Regions from separate parts of the Mus musculus genome. Here all the other regions are linked to region 2. The links are chromatin contacts, called in public HiChIP or PLAC-seq and promoter capture Hi-C maps. All regions are on one chromosome and are shown on one strand. The core of a region is the stretch at or near the end of the contact, and the rest is flanking DNA. Distances in the headings are between cores, read along the strand shown. Region 1 holds the start of Pias1 (protein inhibitor of activated STAT 1). Region 2 holds the start of Rab11a (RAB11A, member RAS oncogene family). Region 3 holds the start of Map2k5 (mitogen-activated protein kinase kinase 5). Region 4 holds the start of Snx1 (sorting nexin 1). Region 5 holds the start of Fem1b (fem 1 homolog b). Region 6 holds the start of Cln6 (ceroid-lipofuscinosis, neuronal 6). Region 7 holds the start of Herc1 (HECT and RLD domain containing E3 ubiquitin protein ligase family member 1).

Region 1 (2,700 bases), core at 33-2,532, 1.8 Mb before region 2:
ATTCAAGCAGAGACCCATTTGTCACAATCCAATCATAAGGGTTCCACCAGCCCTCCCCCAACTGCTTGTGTAGTGGTATATGTGCTTCAGTAAAGGAGCCATCATCAGGTAAAGATTGGGGTGGGAGAAAAAGCGGGGGAAAGGGGGCACCCTTTCATCTAATTTCGCGAGGCATGAGTAATTGGTACAGTTGAGAGGAACGATGGAACGTTCTATTTATTGGAGGTTGGGGTGGGATGGGGGGTGGGTGGGAGGAGAATTTCGTTTAAATCAACATGGCCAGCAAGATGTCCCTAACAAACAAAAGGCAACGGGGGATATAAACACGAACCATTCACCTCCATCAGCTATAGCATCGCCATCATGGTGTGTTTAGAGACCCCCAAGGCTGCTCTCATCTGCCACACCAGAGACAGCAAGAGTGCAGAGAGGTGGCTGCATCCCCACCACCGCTCCCAAAAGCACACTCTTTCAATGGGTTGCTCCCCACCACCACACACACACCCTCCCCGGTGGCCCGAAATCAAGAGAGAAACAGTAACGTCCCGCCCGGGCAGACTCCCCCTGCAACCCTTTAGCCGAACCCCCAACGCCGGCTCCGGGCTCGCTAAACTTTCCAAGAGCTTCTCCCTCGTATTCCCTAGCCGATTGCCCCGGGATCGCGCATTCCCTCTGGCCGGGCACCCATTGACAGGCGGGCGGGCAGCGGCGGCAAGCGAGGCGGGGGCGCCTGGGCGCCGCGGAGGGGCGGGGCGGCCGGAGCCAAGTTCCCGGGGGTCCGAGCGCTGCGCCTGACAGGAGCCCGGGACGGCGAAAGAGGAAGAGGAAGCGGCAGCGGGGCAGTTTTCCCGATCCCCCTCTTCCCAGAGCAGCCTACACCCCCCCACCCCCTGGCTGCCCATGGGGGGGGGGGGGGGAGGCGGGCTGCAAGGTAAGGCACCCAGGCCCCGGGGACCGCCGCTGCCGCCACGTCCCGACTCACTCTCTCTTCGCCCCGCCACCCCCGCCAGAGGCGCCCACAACAATAACACGCCGGGGACGACCCGTCAGCGCCCCCGAGGCACCCGGGGCCCACGGCCCGCCGCAGCCAGGCCCCCTCCACTAAGGCCCGGAGCGCCTCTCCCGCCTACAACTCCAGACTCGGGTGGAGCCCGGCCCGAGCGGGCCCCCCAGGGTCCGACCCATCCCCCCGGCAGCCGCGGCGCCGTCTCCGCGGCCGAATATTAGAAGTGAATTCGAGCTGCGCTTTACCTTTAGTTCCGCACTGTCCGCCATCTTGCGTCTGTCAGCGCAAGCGCAATGAAGCTCGCCGGGGGCCGCGCTGGAACCTCCCCTCTAGCGGACTTGACTCCGCCTCCACCCCGCCCCTCAGCCTTCCCGCTCCGCCCCTGGCCTCCGCCCCACTCCAGGAGCTCGCTGCCCCGCCCCGGGCACGCACAGCTGCGAGACCCACACGCACTATTTAAATAATGGCGCCAAGCGGGAGTTTGACAGTTACTACCCCCTCGGCCTCCCCGCCCCCACACTGGCCGAGCCAGTAGCGCCCAGGGAAGAGGCCACATCTGGGGAGGTGTTGGCCTCAGTCTCATCCTTCGGCTGCCCTCTGAGCCCCAGTTGACTGAAGCCACGGCGCGCCCCCATGCGCAAGATGCGTTCTGCACCTGTACCCTACCCAGCTGCCGGTCGATCACAACTAGCCAATTAGTCAGTTTTGTCTAAGGAGAATTTGACGAAGCGTTTCTGGGTTTACGCAGATCCTCATGATGAGGCAGTTAGGCCAAAAAAGAAAAAAAAAAAAAAATATATATATATATATATATATCATTCCCATGGTATCTTTTCCGAAATAAAAGCTCTGAGGGGAAAAAGGGACTCTCCTAAACAGCATTTAACAGTAGTAGCTAAGGCAAATTCTGAAGACATTTATTCATCGCGTCACCCTGGGTAGTCAGAAATTAGAGAAGATCCCTGACCTGTCGCTCATGGGGTACAGATCTGTGAACTATTAAGATATAATTACTAATGGTGATGAACAGCATAGAGATTAAAAGGCTCACCAAGAGAAAAATGGATTGGGGGGGGTGGGGTGTGCTTAATCCCAGAAGGGTTTTCTTCACCTACATTGATATTTAGACTTACTCCTATCTACTAAAAGCTTCCTTCAAAACCCCAGCCTTTTTTAACTGATCAACTTTTTACTATCAAAATCCTCTTAACATTTGGGTTACTCTGAATTCAAGAAGGCCAGGTCCTGACCAGTGACCTGGATTATTTCACTCCCACATGCCCACATGTTTTACTCCAGTATCTTTATAGTTCCAACCCCCTTTCTTCAAGGAATCATTTTCATCAGCATATAAACATAACCAAAATTCCTTACTTAAATTTATGCTTCCTCTGGATCCAAAATTACCTTCAATGGGTACTCTATTTCTCCGCTTTCTTCACTGAATAAATTCACAAACAAGACTTCATTTTTCTACAAGTACTTGTTCCCATTTCTTCAGTGGCATTACCTCCAAACCTATCCTGAGGCAGCTCCACTGCCTGCCCTATCTTGAGCTCTCATCTACACCTTTTCGAAGCCCACTCTCAGTTCCCAGGGCTTACCTCAATTGCCTAGAGGGAACTGCTAACAGTTGATGTGATTGCTTTCTCTGGAAACAGAGTTCTTGAACTTTCCTCCACATCACTGCCACT
Region 2 (2,700 bases), core at 72-2,571:
GCATTCATGAACAAAAAAAGCGTTCACTGTACTCTCTCGTCACTGAGAACTGTATCCTTTCACTTCAGCTTCTTCGCGGACTCAACCCATAAGCAAGTCTCTATTTACATTCTTCCCTGTTCTGTCCACCGGCTCCACATTTCCCCCCATCCTGTAATAAATTCTTGATTTCACTAAAAGGGCACGCTAGCACTATAACCCTCTCTCACTGTTTGGGAAAGGTATGTGACCAACCAGGGTTCTTCCCTTCCTGTCGGATCCTCCCAGTATTGCAGCAGGAAGCAACCAGTCCACAGTGATAAGCTCGCTAGTATTTGTGCAGCGCACAACCTTTCCTGTTCGGGAACTGGGCCTTCAGGTCTGGCAGGGATAACAGCCACCACCCATCCGCAGCCCCTTCTCGAAAGCCAAGTAAAAGGAGTTATCCCGGTCTGGTTGTAGCTAGGCAGGGACAGAGATGAAAAGGGGGGGAAAAAAAAAAAAAAAGAAAAACGCGAGGTGGGAAGTCATCTGCTTGCCTGGACACTGCGACAAGTGCATGAACGCCAGGAGTGATGGACAGCCCCTCTTGCCCTCCCCTTCTCTCCCTCCCACCAGCCAGGTCGCTCCGGAGTGCTAAACATTAGTTGCCCGTCTGTGGGGAGGGAGGGGACAGTCCGCGGGTACTGACCTCGAGGTCTGCGGGGATGGGGGTGGGGGCCCGGGGACGGGCGAATCTGGCCGAAGCCCAGGAAAAGGCTCACGAGGAGGGAAGGGAAGAAAAGGGAAACGAACAGAAAAGAGAAAAAGCAACACCCCCGCCCCCCGAGCCAGTGGGTGTCCCGATATGGGTGCTCAGCCCAGGCAGGGGCCTGTCAGAGGGGGGACGTGAGACGAGCAGCAGCATCCAAGAGGAGGGGCTCGAGACGCCCAGGGAAGGAACTGCACGGCCGTGAGGGACGCAGCCATCGGGGAGGACATACAGAGAGGGGCGCCGCGGCTCGTCAGGCCTCCCAAGGGCGCGGGAACCCGGACGAGCGGCGGGACCCCCGACGGGGCGGCAGGAAGGAAGCGCCGAGGCGGACTCCGACCAGGGCAGGGCTGGCCCTGCGCGGGTCCCCCGGGAGTGTCTCGGGCCCCAAATGGGCTCTCGCTGGCCCACGGCCTCACCTTTAAAGAGGTAGTCGTACTCGTCGTCGCGGGTGCCCATGGCGCGGCCGAGGAGCTGAGGGGCGGGAGCGGCGGTGGCAACGGCGGCGGGACCAGGGGGCGTCGCTGCAGGGGTAACCCGAGCGAGCGAGGAGCTTCAGCTGCCGGACCCGGTGACGAGCCCCGCCCTGTATGCGTCACTTCCGGAAGGCCCCAGCCCCTCGCAGAAAGTACTTCCGGAGAGATGGCACCCCGCCCATAAGCTAGGCAGGGTGGAATGCGCAGGAGTGGACACCACATTCTCACCCGGCTTTGGGAAGGCATACAGGAAAAACAATCCTAAAATGGTCCTTGGAGCCTTTGGCTTGTTCTTCTCCCCAATCATTCAGAGAAGCGAAGTGTAAATCTTTTAGTATCTGGCTTCCGGTTGGGGGCGGAGTTTTGTCAGCATTAGAGACCCGAAGGCACTGCTGCCTCCGTGCTGGTTCCATGGTGTAATGGTTAGCACTCTGGACTCTGAATCCAGCGATCCGAGTTCAAATCTCGGTGGAACCTGCTCCCTTTTCTTCATACTTTTAACTCATATTGATTGTATTCTTTAGCTCATATTGAATAATAGAATAACCTTGTTATATCTGCTCTTGGATTGAACCACAGGTAGCCTTTACCTATGAAGACTACACTAATCAATCTTGTCAATTCAGTAGTATCTGATCTTCATGGAGACCTATTGAACTCTTTGGTTTTTCTTAGCCTTGGAGAAAGTTTGTTACTTGATTCCTTTTGCTGGAATTTTATACCCTCAGCTTCAGTTAAGGATAGGCACTCCTCACCCACTCAATCTCTCCACAAATCTATTGCACTATCTCCAGATGTCATTAAGAGAACTTCGCCCACCCTTTCTCATAAAGATTCAAGATCTTGAGTCCTATTTTCTGGCCTTCGAGCTAAGCCCGATTAAATAAATTTTAACACAAGAAGAATGGCAATTCCCATGTTAGCAAATATCAGTGTTAAGACTCAAGAAATTTGCCACAGCATCTCCTAATAATTTTGTTCTTGTTGTTTGAGGTGGTTTCACTCCCCCTCTGTACCCCAGAATATAGCTCAGGCTGGCCCTGCTGTCCTCCTCTGCCCCTTCCCACCTCCACCTCCGTCCACACAGAGGCATAGTCATCTAATAATTCCTGGGAAACAGATGTTTGTCATTCAGCCTACAGATGGAATTCAAATTGCTAATCAACTGACCTTAAGCAGAGATGTTATTTTTTTATTATCTGAATAAGCTCAGGGTTGTCCTTAAGGTCTTTCCAAAGTTGGAAGGAGGATTGTCAGCAGGGACGAGATGTTCTTCCAGACAGCCACCAGCAAGTCTGAGGAGTTCCCTTATCTATTAGGGACCTGGATTCGGAGAAAAACTGATTCTTGACTTTGCTGCAGCAAAACATTTCAGGATGAACCAATATGTGAGACAATCAGACTTTATTAGAAGAGATTTTTAATATAGATTCTAAGCTATATACTTAAGAGGAAGTGAGGGTCTCAGAAAGAAAGGTGTGGCCAAGAACATGT
Region 3 (2,715 bases), core at 149-2,648, 1.4 Mb before region 2:
TTAACCTTCATAATTTTGTGTGAAATATATTCTAAGCATCCCAAGGCAATGCACTGTTGATTCTAAGATGTAAATTTTCCCTGAACACTCAACATCTCTGAAATTGAGCTGTGTTTGTCACGGAATGATGTGCTGTAGTTCTAACAGGCAGCATCCTTTCCATATTGATAGTTAAGTCTAGGTCTCCCATTCAGTGGCATCTAAGGTTTGCTTAACCATTGTAAACTAAGATTGCCCTGGTGTCCCTTTCCCAGCAGGTCACAAGTTCAGGAAACTCAGCAGTGACAGGGCTAGAATGAGGGCAGGAATCCTTTCCAAATACTTGAGAAAAATATAAGAAACAGTTTTAAAACTCTTTACATCCCAGTTGTCTGCACTGGTGTGTAAGTCACAGTCCAGACTGTGAGCTTCCTGAGGGCAGGGGTTCAGTCGGATACATCAATTTCCCAGGGCGCTGCACATTTACCAGTTTTCAGTGAGTGCAATTAACCGAGACTGTGGTTAAAACAGGTAAGTTGACCCCACCAGAGGCCAGCTCAGGCCACCAATGGTCAAGATGCTGCCTATCCAGATCCATAATCCCCAACGCTGGGATTTGGCCACTAAAGTCACCACTCACCAGAACATCCCTGAAGAGTAACTGCGGCCCGGAGTGCACGGTCCAGTCCACCGCGCCACTATTTGGAATCTTGATCCGAATCACCAGCACCTGGTTCTCCATGGCACAGAAGGGGCCAAGGGCCAGCCACAGCATTACAGGTTAAAGGGTCTCACATCCTGGGGCGAGGGGTACCGACCTGCCCCTACTTAGGAGGAGCCCCAAGAAGTGACAAGGGGAACGATAGACAGAAGGCAGGCGATAAATAGGGAGCAAGAAGATGGGGAGAAGTGAAGAGGAGCGATCAGGAGGGAGCTTGCAGGCCCAAAACCAGGCCCAGGTCGTGTGGAGTGTCCCTAGGAGAGGATGCACTGTTGGGGGACCGGCCAAGAGGAATTAGTAGAGAGCGGAAGGTCCTGGAGTTACAAAAGTGGACAAAACAGAACCCACAAGCATTCTGTAGTCCTTGTGAGTAAGAGGAGACAGCGGAGCAACGGCCTGGTTTAAGGCAGGTACAGTGGCCAGGGTCCTGCCGTCCTGAGTGTCTCGGTGGGCAAGGGGACGGTGGCCGGGCGCCGCGGGCTGGGTCGGGGCTGTTTCGGAGGTGCACCGGTGGCGCCTGCCCTCCAACCAGGCAGGGGGGCCCAGGGCCGCGGGGTCAAGGGGCGGGTCCCGGACCGCAGCCGGAACCGGAGGGCGCGGCGCGTGCAGGATCGTCCGACTGAGGCCCGCGTCCCGGCAGCGGAGGTGGCGGCGAGAGGAGGAGGAAGGCGGCCGTTAGACCGCTGTTACTCCGGAACCAAAACGCGATGGCGCCGGAACCCGGGGAGCCGACATGTGGGACCCGCCTCCTGGGGCGCCATGTTGGAAGAGGGCAGCTGGGGCGGAGCAGGGATCTCGTGCTAGGACTGGCTGACTTCCATCTCTTCAGGTAGTGGTAAAGGAGCCTAGAAAACCCAGGAAGACACGGATCTACGGCTGGGGGCTGTCCGTAAAACAATTTAAGGTTTGATCATGCAGAAAAGGCGGTGAAGGACAAGACGGCAGCACCAGCTTGTCAAGTTATATACCTTTTACTATCCGCGGGTTTGTTACATTAAATCGGCAAGAGCCAGGCAAGACCTTTTTATTAAAAAAAGAAAAAAAAAAAAAAAAGCATGTTTTTATGCCCCTTCTTCCAATTAACAGTTCCAAAATACCACTATTTTTTCTCCCACGTTAGCAAAGTGTGCATGAATTTTTCAGTGAGGTCCTTTACCCTAACCAGTGACCTACAGTACCAAGCAATCTCCTACTCAAAAGCAACAGTAAAGAAACTCAATGGAGAGCGCTTAACTGCCTGGGGACAGCTGTATTTCTGGCATCATAATATCTTATTCAACCGTTGCAAAAATATCCCGTCTGTTCCATATATTTTCAGCTAAATTGCAGTGTTTATGCAGTCAGTGATAGCAGGGCAGTAGCCGTAAACCTTGGTTATTTTTAAATGCCTTGTTACCTCACATTTTAAAGTGCATAATCCTGTTGATCTATGTGTCTATACAAAAGAATTGCTTACAAATGGCAACGTGTAGGTAGGCCCTTTATTTGTAATTAAATTATGCTATTATCTCTACCTTTTGGGGCTGATTATGCATAAACATAGTGCGTGGGGTGGTGGGACCAGTGTCCACTTTCCCCGGAATAAACAGATATGTGATTAATGTAAGAGGAGGAACAATTAAATGTTGATCATTTTCAATGTAATACCAAAATTTGTGGCATAATTTCCTCTACTTGGGCTTTTTTCCTGTTGCATTTGAAAGGCCATTGTAGGAGATAAATGACCATCTTTTAGTTATTATTCCTTAATAGCTTAGGTAGGAATTCACGTAGACCGATTCTCCAGGTACTGTTGGAACTACCCCTTTGTAACTGCTCTTCAGTGCTAAAGAAAAATTCACTATTTTGCCATGTACTTCTTAATCTAAACTTTATTTCTATTATTAAGGAAAATTAACTACAAAACTAGAGATTTTCTATTAACCTATGATTTGTTAAAACGTCTTTTTAAAAATTCATAGTACCATAGGGAAAACCAACACCATTTGCCAAATTTGCATGTATATTCTGAAGCA
Region 4 (2,700 bases), core at 186-2,685, 1.4 Mb after region 2:
ATAAAGACTCCATTATCGGCAAGTTACTCTTTCTCAGAGTAGCAGACATCATTAGACAATCTGCTGTCATTAGCACCAGCAACCACTTTATGATTATAGCCTTCAATTTCTCAACATAGTAAAATTTTAACTACGGCCATGTTAAAAAAAACAAAAACAAAAAACCCTCCAAAATCTAAATTTTTTCTAATGTAAGGGGCACCTCCAAGTTTTCAGACACATGCTATATACAGAATTTAAAGTTATTTAACTCAGTCTGATACTGATTAGCTACTCTGAAGAGAAACAATAACCAAGAAAGGAAGATAACTGCATAGACTCGGTACTGAAGACGTTTCTAAGCTGGAACTAACTGTACCGAGTGGTATGAGTCAGTGTTCTCATAAAACAGCCCAAAACATCTCTCCTGGTGCTGTTAACCCATGACATTCCACACGGAAAGACAAGGAGGTTTTGGTTGTTTTGCCAGCAGCTAGCTCTCATTTGAAACCTAGATATTTATTATGGGAGACAGTTTTTCCCTTCACATTTACAGATCTGTTTCCAAGCACTTTAATGCATCCTTTTAACAGAAACAAAAGCTTTCTGATCCGTGTAATCTATTTCTCTCAACCAGCATTTGCCCTGATTCCTGGAGAGATCAAAGGAGTCACAACCTAACTTCCATAAACTAGTATCCAGAATGGGCTTTTGGTAATGACCAGGAAGTGCTGGGTATAACAGGAGGATCAGTGGGCGGGTCATGGTCCTTCCTAGATCACGTTTCCACTTTCGGTGCAATAAAACAAGGGAACTGATGGTCTGCACCTCATTTTCTAATTTGTCATGTTTAAAGTCAGTCTGCCCAGGACACAACCAGCAGAAATGCCCGCTGAATCCTTGGGGTAACCACACCTCTGGGCCAGGGGACGGCCTAGGTTGCTCTTGGCTATTAAGGATCCGTGGTGAAGCCACCACACCCCTCGTCTCTTCCCGCCCGGGCTTGGGCAGCCAGGCTCTAGGGCTCGTTTCCTACTCAGGGCCCTGGAGTCCTGATTGCTGACACCGAGCGAAGATTTCCCACCAGGCCCACTATCTTCAAAGCCCTCGAACCCTTAATAAGGGTTCTCTTTTGGGGGGCTCTTTTCTGTCTGCTGCCCCAAGGATGGGAACTCACGGCTGCCGCGGCGCCAGTGAAAATATCCTCCCCCTCGGTGTCGCTGTCCCCAGCCTCGGGTTCTGACCCCCCGGCAGCCCCTTCCGACTCCGGATCCATGCCAGGGAAGGGCGGAGGGAGTCGCTCCGAAGCGCTACAGCCACCACCTCCTGACGCCATCTTCCTCCACCCGTGGCGGAAGCAGCAACAACAACTTTATAGACAGTGCCGCGAGCAAAGCGCTCCAGCCGTGTGAGGTGCGCGAGGGCCGTTATGGACCCAGAGGGACCATCGGGGCGGAACCTGGGGGAGGGACCTAGGGCGGGGCCTGGGCTGCTGCTCAGCCAATCCAAGCACTGAACCGCAAGGCTGCACTGGGGCGGGCCAAGTAGGCAGAGGAGGAGCTAGAGGCTGAGGAGTTCCTCCGGGTCTTTGTGCCCTGCATGGCTCTATCTGTCACGCTTCTAAGGTTCTGTTTGAATAAAGTCTGTGACTAACAATGTTTGAAAACCTCTGCATGCCACCTGCTCATGCCAAGCACAGTGTTCTCTGAGAGATTCAATAAATATTTTTGATTGAGGGCTGAAACGACTGCAGGAAGTTTTGCCACTTAGTTTTTGGACATTAATTCATTTAACATATACAGAGCATTCACTGTGAGCTTGGCACCTTACTGTGCGTTTCAAATACAAACACAAAAGCTCCTGGCTCACAGTTTAATGAGGCAGTCTTGTAAGTCAACAATTTAAACACACTCAGTGTTACAGTGTGCAACAATAAAAAGAAGTTATCGATTTTTTGAGAAGCCAGGCTTCACACAAAGGGGAGATTTCCGTGTATTAAATTCGGTCCTTAAGAATTTTGGGTTATAGCCGGGCGTGGTGACACGCCTTTAATCCCAGCCCTCGGGCGGCAGAAGCAGGTGGATTTCTGAGTTCAAGGCCAGGCTGGTCTACAGAGTGAGTTCCAGGACAGCCAGGGCTATACAGAGAAACCCTGCCTCGAAAAAAAAAAAAGTTCCCGGAACTTAATCACAGGTTGGTGAGTCGAAGTCAACTAGAGTTTAAAGATAACATAGGTTATGTTATCACGGACTAATTTGCAAGATGATCCTTTCAAGGAGCTGAAACCTGCCACTAACACCAACAGAGGTGGTTTGCTTTTCTGGTTGAAACCACCTTAGGCAGGCCTGAAATTCTGTGTCCAAAGCTGGCCTCAAACTCAATGCTCCTCCCTCGGCCTCCCAAGTGCTGGAATTACAGGCATGAGCCACCAGGCCTAGCAAAGTTGGCTGTTTACAACTGCAAACTCAACATTAGGGGTGGATTCCCTTACAGATAAAGTAAACTGCCTGAAGGTCAGGAGAGTGTCTTAGTTTGTAACTTTTATTCCTGCATACACATTGTGTATGGCAAATTAAGTGTCTAATAAATATTTGAGGTGGAAACACAATCAACTCTGTAACTGGCACCCATCACAGCCATGAACACACAAAAAAAAGGTTAAGAAATGCTTTTTTAGGATGTTCATCTCCGTTATCATTACTACATAGTGAACACAGATAA
Region 5 (2,700 bases), core at 135-2,634, 1.9 Mb before region 2:
CATTCCGCAATCGTTCAGCACAGGAAAAAAAAAAAAGGTATCAAACGTGACGACTCTGTTATCTTCCTCCGCCCCCCAAAAATATGTACAATTAACCTCAAATGAAAAAAAATATTAGAATAATAGTAAATAGTAAATTTTTGAACAATGTTAAGTGTTTGTGAAACCTTCCCACTGTATCACCCTATACATGTAATTTAGCAATGGCGTAACTTCTACGCCAGGCCCAGAGCCACCTGTACAGCCAAAAATATTGGCCAGCATTGTGGGAGAGTCAGAACCGTGCCTAGAGATGCCCAGCTGCATGACAAGATTCTAGGGGCTTATTTTAACAGATAGTCCCACGACCTGCTTGAGGCTCGATCCGACCACGGGAGGGGGGGAGCGGGAGGAGAAGGGATATGGAGAGGTTAAATGAAGCATCAAAAGGTCCTCAATTTTAATTGTTGATCTCGTTAATTTCCGATCTAGGTTACTACGCCAGTGCTGATATAAAGATACAAAAACCTAGATGGGCAGCCACCACTCCGACAGTGCGTGTTCGCTGACTAATGAAGACTATAGATCTCAAGACCCAGGGTGTGGCTACCACCTACAGGGGGAAAAGGGTAGGAGTCGATAAGAAAAGGCAGCAAAGCATAGCTCTGGGAGACGAGGTGGGCATCAATGGGGGTGAAGGGATATGAAAAAGAACTGAGTCCACACATGAAAACAGGGTTAATGAAGGATGAGAGGATCCAGGGCTTGGGAGGCCCGCGCGCGTCGGAGGGAGGATGGAGTTGGGATGTACCTACCCGTCGAAGCGGACGGTGCCGGTCTGCTGGGTCTGCACACGGTAGTGTTCTAACAGCAAGCGCACCACCTTGGCGTGCCCATTGCGGGCTGCGATGATGAGGGGTGTGGAGCGCTGTCCTCCCTGCTGACTGACATAGCCCAGCAGGTAGCGGATATCGCTCTCTGACCGGTTAAGGAGCAAGGCAGCCAGAGTGAGCACCTTGCCCTCGCTGGCCGCCTTGTACACATAGCCAGCCAGGCCCTCCATGGCCGCCGCCAACTCCAACACCCGTTTGGTCGCCACCGCTGCTGCTGCCTTGCGCCCCCGGAGGCCGCGTCCACCAGCACTTCAGACCCGGGCCCTCACAGCCCATTCAACAGGGCGCCGCCGCCGTGTCCAGGCAGCAGCGCGACCCAGGGAGGGCGGAGACGCAGAGGTGGCCGAGCACCGCCGGAGGCACAAGTGGGACCCGGCCCGGGCGGGGAGAAGGACGGTCAGGGCCGCCCCCGAGGCCCCAGGCACCGGCCCTGGGCCGAGGGGATCTCCATGGCGGCCGCCGCCCCGGGTCTCAGGCCGCCTCCTTCCTGCGGGCTGCGACAGGCGCGCGCCCGAGCTACGGGTCGCCGCTGGGGTCTCGAGAGGCCCGCGCACGCCCTGGATAGCGAGCGATGTGCACGCCTGCCCGCGCCGGGCCGGAGGGTCTGGAACGGCCTCCACTTAGCTCCTCGCCGCAGGAAAACCGCGGGCACTCGCCCACCGGCGATCGAAAGGGTCCGCTGGCGAGCGGGGCTCCCGTGAGCCGCGCGTGGGTGTTCGCGGACCGCGCCGGCAGCACCAGCACCGGAACTTAGGGCGGGAGGAAAGCAGCCGCCGCAGACGGAGCCGAAGGGAGGGAGGGAAGGCAGGAGTGGGAGGGACGCTTAAGTAGGTATTGCTTCCTAAACCGACCGGCGGGCAAACGAGGCTATCCTAAAGAAAGGTTCCGCTGTGCGCAGTTAGCTGAGCTCTGATGCGGGTTTGAAAGTCCCTAGTGCCCTTGACGCAAGTAGCCATCTCGCCCCCACAGGACCCTAGGATGCTTAGTCAAGGCTGGGGGCGGAGAGAAGGCTACTGAATCTACGGGCTAGAAAGCACATCCAGTTTTATGATTATTACTGTGGGATACTGTCTGCCAGTGATTCACGCGCGGGGGCGCGAGGTGGGGGCCACAGGAAAAGGGGAAAGAGCACCCAAAAGATCCATTTTTGAATAAGGGCTATTATGAGCCTCCGAAATTTGGGAGGGCGAGAGCCGCTTCACTGAAAAGCAACTGAAAGCCTCACCAGACCTCCCAGGAAAGGGGATTAAGTGTGTAAGATAAAGAGCTAAGAGGCAGCAGTCATAGCCAGATGGAACCAGTCTCTAGTCCTGACCCTGCAGAACCTCCGCTGTCTCACTTACACGTCACAGAATTGTTAGGATTTGAAAAGAGCATTTATCCAAAGAATGCTATAAGCCATTCACGTACAAGGCTTTGGTTAGCATCAGAGATTTCTTCATCTAGGCTAGGCCTTTCTCTCCTGGGGCTTGTGTGGTTGTGTGGAGAAAGCAGACAAATAAATGATGTAGAGTTGTTGGATTCATGTCATTACTATGAAACAAGGGCTATGGGTGTGGACTAGGAGACTTCGCCTGGGTGGTCAGAGAAGTCCTCTGTAACAGGTGCCTGAAACAGAGGCTGGACAATGGAAATAGTTCAAAGATCCTGAGCAGAAGACAGATGGTGAGCTCAGAACAGAAGCAGTGTGGCTGCTGACTGTAGGAAGAGTTCTAAAGGATTAAGTCAGCAGGATGCAAGTCATGTGGCCCAGTGACCTATGCAAACGGTTTGGTTTACTCTGGGATTGCATTTAGGGAGTTTTAAATAGAAAAGTGACAAGATGGCG
Region 6 (2,700 bases), core at 118-2,617, 1.9 Mb before region 2:
CCAGGCTCCTACCGACCGACATGGCGTCTGAGCTTCACACCCATGGGTCCAACAGCATCCTGACCCAACCAAAGCTTCGTGGGTCCAAAGATGACGTCTCATTTACCTGTGCTTGCTCCACCCACTTAGATGCAGCGCCTGGTCACATCTAAACTCCTCTCCCCTTACAGCCATGCATCCGAAGAAGATAGCTCCCACACCACTGGGCATGTCTCACCCCCAACCCCCCTTTACTGATACAGTCCAGGACCCTCATTAGAACTTGGTACCCGACAGGCTGCACCTCCTCCATCTCTGGTTCTGCCTCTGGGCTGTGCCTGAAATGCACACATATGCCAGTCTCTTGCCAGGGCCCTTCCTGAGGTTCTCAGGGATTGGGGGCTCCAATCTAAACCCCTCTCTCCCCCATCTCAGCCAGTCTCTCACTCCCCTGAGCAGCGTGGTTCTCACACAACTTTCCACTCCTCCATACCAGCTAGTCTCTGGACAGGGTGTGGGAGGAGGAGGGGTGGGTGTGTGGGGAATTCTGGCCGTTCCCTCTGCCTGGAGCTCTTTCCTGTCTCCAGTTCATACTTCTCTGTCAGCTATCCTTCCTGTGATGCCTGTTTGGCCTTACTGCCTCTATGGCTACACAACCCTCAGAACTTCCTCCACCATTACCAGAAGCTACGAACAGAAGCGCTTCTGAACAGGGCTCATAGGTTCCTGCACAGAACTTACGAGGTTCTTAACACAATTGAATGAGGAAGGGGTGTGTGTCTTTCCCCAACGCCAGGACTGGATTCTGGACCACCTCGTTGTCCTCCAACTAGGAGAGAATTCACTATTCTCTTCACCTATCAAAGCACAGTGGATAGTTTATCGAGCAGTCTTTAATCTGAGGAAGGAGGGCTCAAAGACCCCGGGTCTTCTGATGACCTCACAGCTTGGTCATTCCAGGTCCCCGGTTCACCTTCGTCCAGTACCCTCAAGCCCGGCTAGGCAAGGCTTCCTTCCTGCAGAAATGCAGAGAACCCAGGAAAAAAACAAAAGCAAGCAAACAAACAAACAAACAAGACGCCAGGCTTCCCCACTGGAGTGCAGATTCAACTAAGACCCAAGACCTCTGGGACATAAGTTAGGCCCCTCCTTCTCAAACAAAACACGCCCTCCAGCTGTCTCCCTCCACCTCCGCTCTCTCATTCCTCCTCCCTCCTCCCCACACTCCATCCTCCTCTCCGGTCTTGCCCCAAGCCCCTCCCTATCCTCCTCCCTTCACCAGTTCTCCCCCTGCTCTTTCCTCCAGCTTCTCTCCTCCCTCCTCCCCTCCAGCCTCCAGCTCCTCCCCTCCCCTCCCGCCCGCCCTGGGGCCCCGCGCTCGCTTCCCTCTCTCCCGCCCAGCCTTCCCCGCGTTGGGCGCCGAGGCTCCGCGCGGCCCGCGCAGCCGTCTCTCCTCCCGGAAGGCGAGGCCGAGCGTGGCGGCCATGGAGGCGGCGACGCGGAGGCGGCAGCTCCTCGGAGCGGCGGGCGGCCCCGGTGTCGCGTTCGTGCAGGCCAGGTGCGCGCGGAGCGGGGACAGGGAGGCCGCGAGGGGCCCCAGAGTTTGAGAGACCTCGCCAGGGTTAAGGAAACCGCAGGGATAGGCTACTCGGGGGCCACCCCGGCCAGCCTGGCTGAGTCCCTGTGCCACTTCCAAGTTTTTAGGAACCTCCTGCTCTGGGCAAGACTGTGACTCTGCTCTGAATCCGGTGGCTCAGGGCCCAGGGAAAGTGGGCCGTTAACCGGGGACAGCGTGACTCTCCCATCCTGAATGAGAGACCCCTTCCCTCAGAGGGGAGATGTTTGGGGTTTATCTGGCTCGACAGGGCAGAGCCAGAGGCGCAAAACCCGCCCTTTCATCTTTTCCTCCAGTCTGCCTCCATCCGCTCCACTGACCAAAGCATTCCCGCCTGTCACATGTATTGATTAAACACCTGTCATGTGCCTAGCGTTGTGCCAGATGGCAAACAGGAAAGTCTGAGCCAAAGCAGGTGACAGCTAATTCTGGAGGGCTTTCTGGAGTTGAACAGTACAAGACTCTGCAGAGGACAGACACTTACTGCCGGGCATGGTGGCAATGCTTTTAACCCCATCACTCAGGAGGCAGAGGCAGGTTTCTAGGGGGATGTAATCCAGTTGGTAGTGACTGCATAGCATGCAGGAAGTCGTGGTTCTTCCCAGGCCACAGAAACTGGACATGGTAGACAGTGGAAGGATGTGAGGAAACACAAGGACTATACATACTAGTGTTGGACATGTCACACGTGTAAGAGAAAATCAACGACAGGGGCTGGACCAACTTTAAAGTGCCCTGAATGTCCCAGAGTTGGCCGAGAAGGCCCTAGAGTCTGAAGTTGGAGGAGGCACCTACTCTGGGTGGGGAGGCTGTTCACTTTGAGCAGGAAAGACCCCTTACCTTCCTCACCTGAGTGACCTGGTAAAAATGTATATTCCATATGCCACAGGTACCAAAGAGCCGTGGAGAGATTTGAGCACTCATGTGCACCAGGTGAATTTTAGGAAGTCCCTGGCACTGTTTGGAATGGTGGGGGAAGTTCTGGGAGACTGGGTTGAGGGCAGCCTTTTCATAGTTCCGACTGGGGAGCAATTCTCTGAGCATGTGCTGTGCTGCCTCTGGTAACATTTCTACCTGGTGGTCATCCTATGAGCTCTCCGTGGCGT
Region 7 (2,700 bases), core at 133-2,632, 1.6 Mb after region 2:
TATGCACCATTAGAAGTTCTATTTAGTGATTATCTCATTATCTATACTCCTCTAAGGAGGAACCCTGTCATAATAACTAATATTCTAAATGAACAGATTAGGAACTGAGGTCCAGGGAAGCCAAGCAAGCCATTCCAAGTCACACACAAAGCTGAGAGTAGCTTTTGTCTTAGGCTAAATTTGTATGATACACATTTCCAATTGAACCAAAGGGGAGGAACTCAGTATGTGGACCAAACTGGCCTCAAGCTCACAGAGATTGCCACCCCACCCAGCTGCTTATACCATGTATGTTTATGTCTTTAGCACAAGAATTTTTTAAAAAGATTTTATTTATAACGTCCCCCCTTCCCCAAAAGCCTTTAGTCCCAGCACTCTGGAGCAGAATCAGGAAAAAGCCTGGTCTTCAGAGAGTTCCAGGACAGCCAGGGCGATGCAGAGAAACCCTGTCTTGAAAACAAAAACAAATTCATGTGTATGTGTGGGTATGTTAACGCGAGTGCAGGTTCTTGTAGCGTTCAGAAGTGAGTGTTGAAGTTACAAGTGGTTTTGGACATCCTGAAGTGAAGTGAAGCCAAGTCACTCTGTAAGAGATAGCCCTCTTAACCGCTCTCTCTCCAGAAAAACCTTTTGCTGAAGGTGGCTACAGTGGTGAGATTGGGAGTCCTTAAGTACAGAGGCATTCAACAATATCAATTCAACATTTGAGCGCCTACATCTATGCTAGACGTTGGGCTAGATGACCAAGTTAGTGTTCTTCCTCAGAGTGCATCACTGTATAGGTCAGGGTCAAGACCTGTACTAAAGGTCAATCCTCCCGTGTTCCTCAGACAGGGCAGAAGTTGGTCAACTTAAACACTTGCTTGGGCGTAAACTTAACCAGCCACAAGGTTAAGGGCAGACTGTGATGGGAGATAAAGGGAGTAGAGCGCCCGGCAAGCAGCCGAGATAAAGGGGTGTGGCCGGCCGCAGCTTTTTCTCTCGGTCCTCGGCAGCCCCGAGGCCTCGGCAGCATTCGGACCCCGATCCTCTTGCAGACTGTCCCGTACTCATCCTGAACACATCCACGCTCGCCTGATCCTTCAGCGCCCTTTGTGAAATGCCCCCAATTGATAGTTCCCTACGGGCACACGTGACTCCGCGAGGACCCAGCGGTTAAGAGACATGGGGCGGTAGAGTGTCCCCAGTACCCTCACAGGAAGGGTCTCCCGGCCGGCGATGTACTCATCGCTTTCCCATCACTGCCTAAGCCGGCATCTTCTCTCCCTTTTCCTCTCAGGTTGCCTCCCACCTCCCGCGCGAGGCCCGGAGGAGGCAGGACCAGCGCTTCTGATCTCGCGAGAGTTCCCTCATAAGTCCCGCGAGACTCGCCTGCCGCTGCCGCTGCCGCCGTCGCTGCCGCCGCTGCCGCCGCCGCCTCTTACGTCTTTCCCTTTGACAAGTCGCCGCCGCTGCAGCAAAAATATAAAGGACGCGGCTAGCGCGGCCGCTGGCCAGCCGGGTGCCGGGTGCTGGAGCCGCACCCCATCGCCGCCAGCTCCCGACCCACGTACGGTAGGTAACACGTTCTCTTTCGCCATCGTGACCTCCCGAGTGTGTGATCGGCTGGCCCGGCCGAGCCGCTCGGGGCCGTTCCGGGGCCGCCCGCCGAGCGGGACTGCTGGCTCCGGGTGGACGGCGGGCGGAGGCCCGAGGAACCCCTGGCCCCCTGGAAGCCTGTTGGAAGCCGAGCCACCTGCCGGAGGGAGGGACCCGCCCCTGAATAAGCTTGCAGTCTGCGCCCCTCAGCGCCTCAGGGGTCGCGTCTGTGACCTTCTCCCCTTTATCCGCTATCGAGCGCGTCTCTCTTAGCTGGGACTGGGACTGGGGAGCGGCTCTCCCATCTCTTCCTCTTGAGGAGAGTCGCGACTCCGGTGCTCCCTGTCGCCGGCCGACTTCGGAGGGGTGGAGGTTGAGACCGTGCGTCTTTCTCCTCGTCTGCGCTTTTGGGTGGGGGCTGCTCATCCTTTCGGTAAACCTTTCTCTGAATCTCTCTTCGGATAAAATAACAATTTCTAAAGCCCTTGCTACCTGGAGCGGAGACGAGGCGACAGTTGTGTAGTCTCCAGGGTGAGAGGTGGATGGTGGTGATGACAGGAGCTAACCCTGGGAACAGTGATGGGTGGCAGGTTCCCAGGAGACACGAGGACAGAAGCTTGGTACCTACCTCTCCCAGGAGGTTATGTAAAGACGCGATGTATGTATGTATGTATGTATGTATGTACTATGCATGCATGTGTATGGTAGCTGTGAAGCACAGGGACAAAAATCTCCATTTGCGTTAGTTTTAAAAATGTGTGTAATACCTTGAAGGTGTATAGGTAATCAAGAGTGATAAATTCCAACGAATTAATAACCCATCTCCAGAGATAGCATTTCACTGTTAATATTTTGATATATTTCTAACAGACTCTTTTGTTTTTTAAGAGTACCTAGCTTGTCCTTGAATGGTACTTCCTTATTTTATGTATGTTCCCAAAATGATTTGTTTTATTTGAACCATTCCTTTGGCCCACTTGATTAAGCCGGGTTACTTGTTCATTATCATTGGCTGTTCCCAGCCGTCACCATATTTCATTGTGTCTTCTTTCAAAATGATTGTTGCTCAAATAGCTTTAAAAGTCAAACCTTAACATTGTTCTTTTTGGATATAATATCTGA

Evidence for each region. Promoter capture Hi-C pulls out the DNA fragments that hold promoters and counts their contacts. HiChIP or PLAC-seq counts read pairs in DNA pulled down with a chosen protein or histone mark.
Region 1: a contact with region 2 is called in a promoter capture Hi-C map of erythroid cells, with 11 times the contacts expected there. The contact joins the promoter of Pias1 here to the promoter of Rab11a in region 2. A contact is called at or near these places in 2 of 39 promoter capture datasets (erythroid cells and pre-B cells).
Region 3: a contact with region 2 is called in a promoter capture Hi-C map of liver, with 3 times the contacts expected there. The contact joins the promoter of Map2k5 here to the promoter of Rab11a in region 2. A contact is called at or near these places in 3 of 39 promoter capture datasets (liver and pre-B cells) and 1 of 9 other capture datasets (liver).
Region 4: a contact with region 2 is called in a promoter capture Hi-C map of pre-B cells, with 3 times the contacts expected there. The contact joins the promoter of Snx1 here to the promoter of Rab11a in region 2. A contact is called at or near these places in 2 of 39 promoter capture datasets (erythroid cells and pre-B cells) and 1 of 9 other capture datasets (liver).
Region 5: a promoter capture Hi-C map of erythroid cells shows a contact between it and region 2, with 16 times the contacts expected there. The contact joins the promoter of Fem1b here to the promoter of Rab11a in region 2. A contact is called at or near these places in 1 of 39 promoter capture datasets (erythroid cells), 1 of 115 datasets of contacts at active chromatin or transcription factors (microglia) and 1 of 9 other capture datasets (liver).
Region 6: a promoter capture Hi-C map of liver shows a contact between it and region 2, with 3 times the contacts expected there. The contact joins the promoter of Cln6 here to the promoter of Rab11a in region 2. A contact is called at or near these places in 3 of 39 promoter capture datasets (liver and pre-B cells).
Region 7: an H3K27ac HiChIP or PLAC-seq map of microglia shows a contact between it and region 2, with 5 times the contacts expected there. The contact joins the promoter of Herc1 here to the promoter of Rab11a in region 2. A contact is called at or near these places in 1 of 115 datasets of contacts at active chromatin or transcription factors (microglia) and 2 of 9 other capture datasets (adipose tissue and liver).

The regions. Positions count from the first base shown.
Region 1 is chr9:62,979,597-62,982,296 of GRCm38.p6, forward strand. It overlaps Pias1 (protein inhibitor of activated STAT 1), which reads right to left and starts at 1,283. Exons shown (of 14, transcript NM_019663.3): 1 at 1,252-1,283. The coding sequence starts at 1,275. Gm35574 (a long non-coding RNA gene) reads left to right here and starts at 918. Exons shown (of 6, transcript XR_379535.2): 1 at 918-931.
Region 2 is chr9:64,736,435-64,739,134 of GRCm38.p6, forward strand. It overlaps Rab11a (RAB11A, member RAS oncogene family), which reads right to left and starts at 1,322. Exons shown (of 5, transcript NM_017382.5): 1 at 1,150-1,322. The coding sequence starts at 1,189. It overlaps n-TQctg9 (a tRNA gene), which reads left to right and starts at 1,612; the gene lies at 1,612-1,683.
Region 3 is chr9:63,376,504-63,379,218 of GRCm38.p6, forward strand. Map2k5 (mitogen-activated protein kinase kinase 5) reads right to left here and starts at 1,399. Exons shown (of 22, transcript NM_011840.3): 1 at 620-1,399. The coding sequence starts at 754.
Region 4 is chr9:66,123,451-66,126,150 of GRCm38.p6, forward strand. It overlaps Snx1 (sorting nexin 1), which reads right to left and starts at 1,436. Exons shown (of 15, transcript NM_019727.2): 1 at 1,157-1,436. The coding sequence starts at 1,315.
Region 5 is chr9:62,810,264-62,812,963 of GRCm38.p6, forward strand. Fem1b (fem 1 homolog b) reads right to left here and starts at 1,385. Exons shown (of 2, transcript NM_010193.4): 1 at 795-1,385. The coding sequence starts at 1,042.
Region 6 is chr9:62,837,418-62,840,117 of GRCm38.p6, forward strand. Cln6 (ceroid-lipofuscinosis, neuronal 6) reads left to right here and starts at 1,368. Exons shown (of 7, transcript NM_001033175.3): 1 at 1,368-1,537. The coding sequence starts at 1,464.
Region 7 is chr9:66,349,068-66,351,767 of GRCm38.p6, forward strand. Herc1 (HECT and RLD domain containing E3 ubiquitin protein ligase family member 1) reads left to right here and starts at 1,383. Exons shown (of 78, transcript NM_145617.3): 1 at 1,383-1,554. Gm30447 reads right to left here. Exons shown (of 2, transcript XM_006511600.4): 1 at 1,554-2,700; 2 at 1,258-1,451. The coding sequence starts at 2,004. The coding sequence ends at 1,276.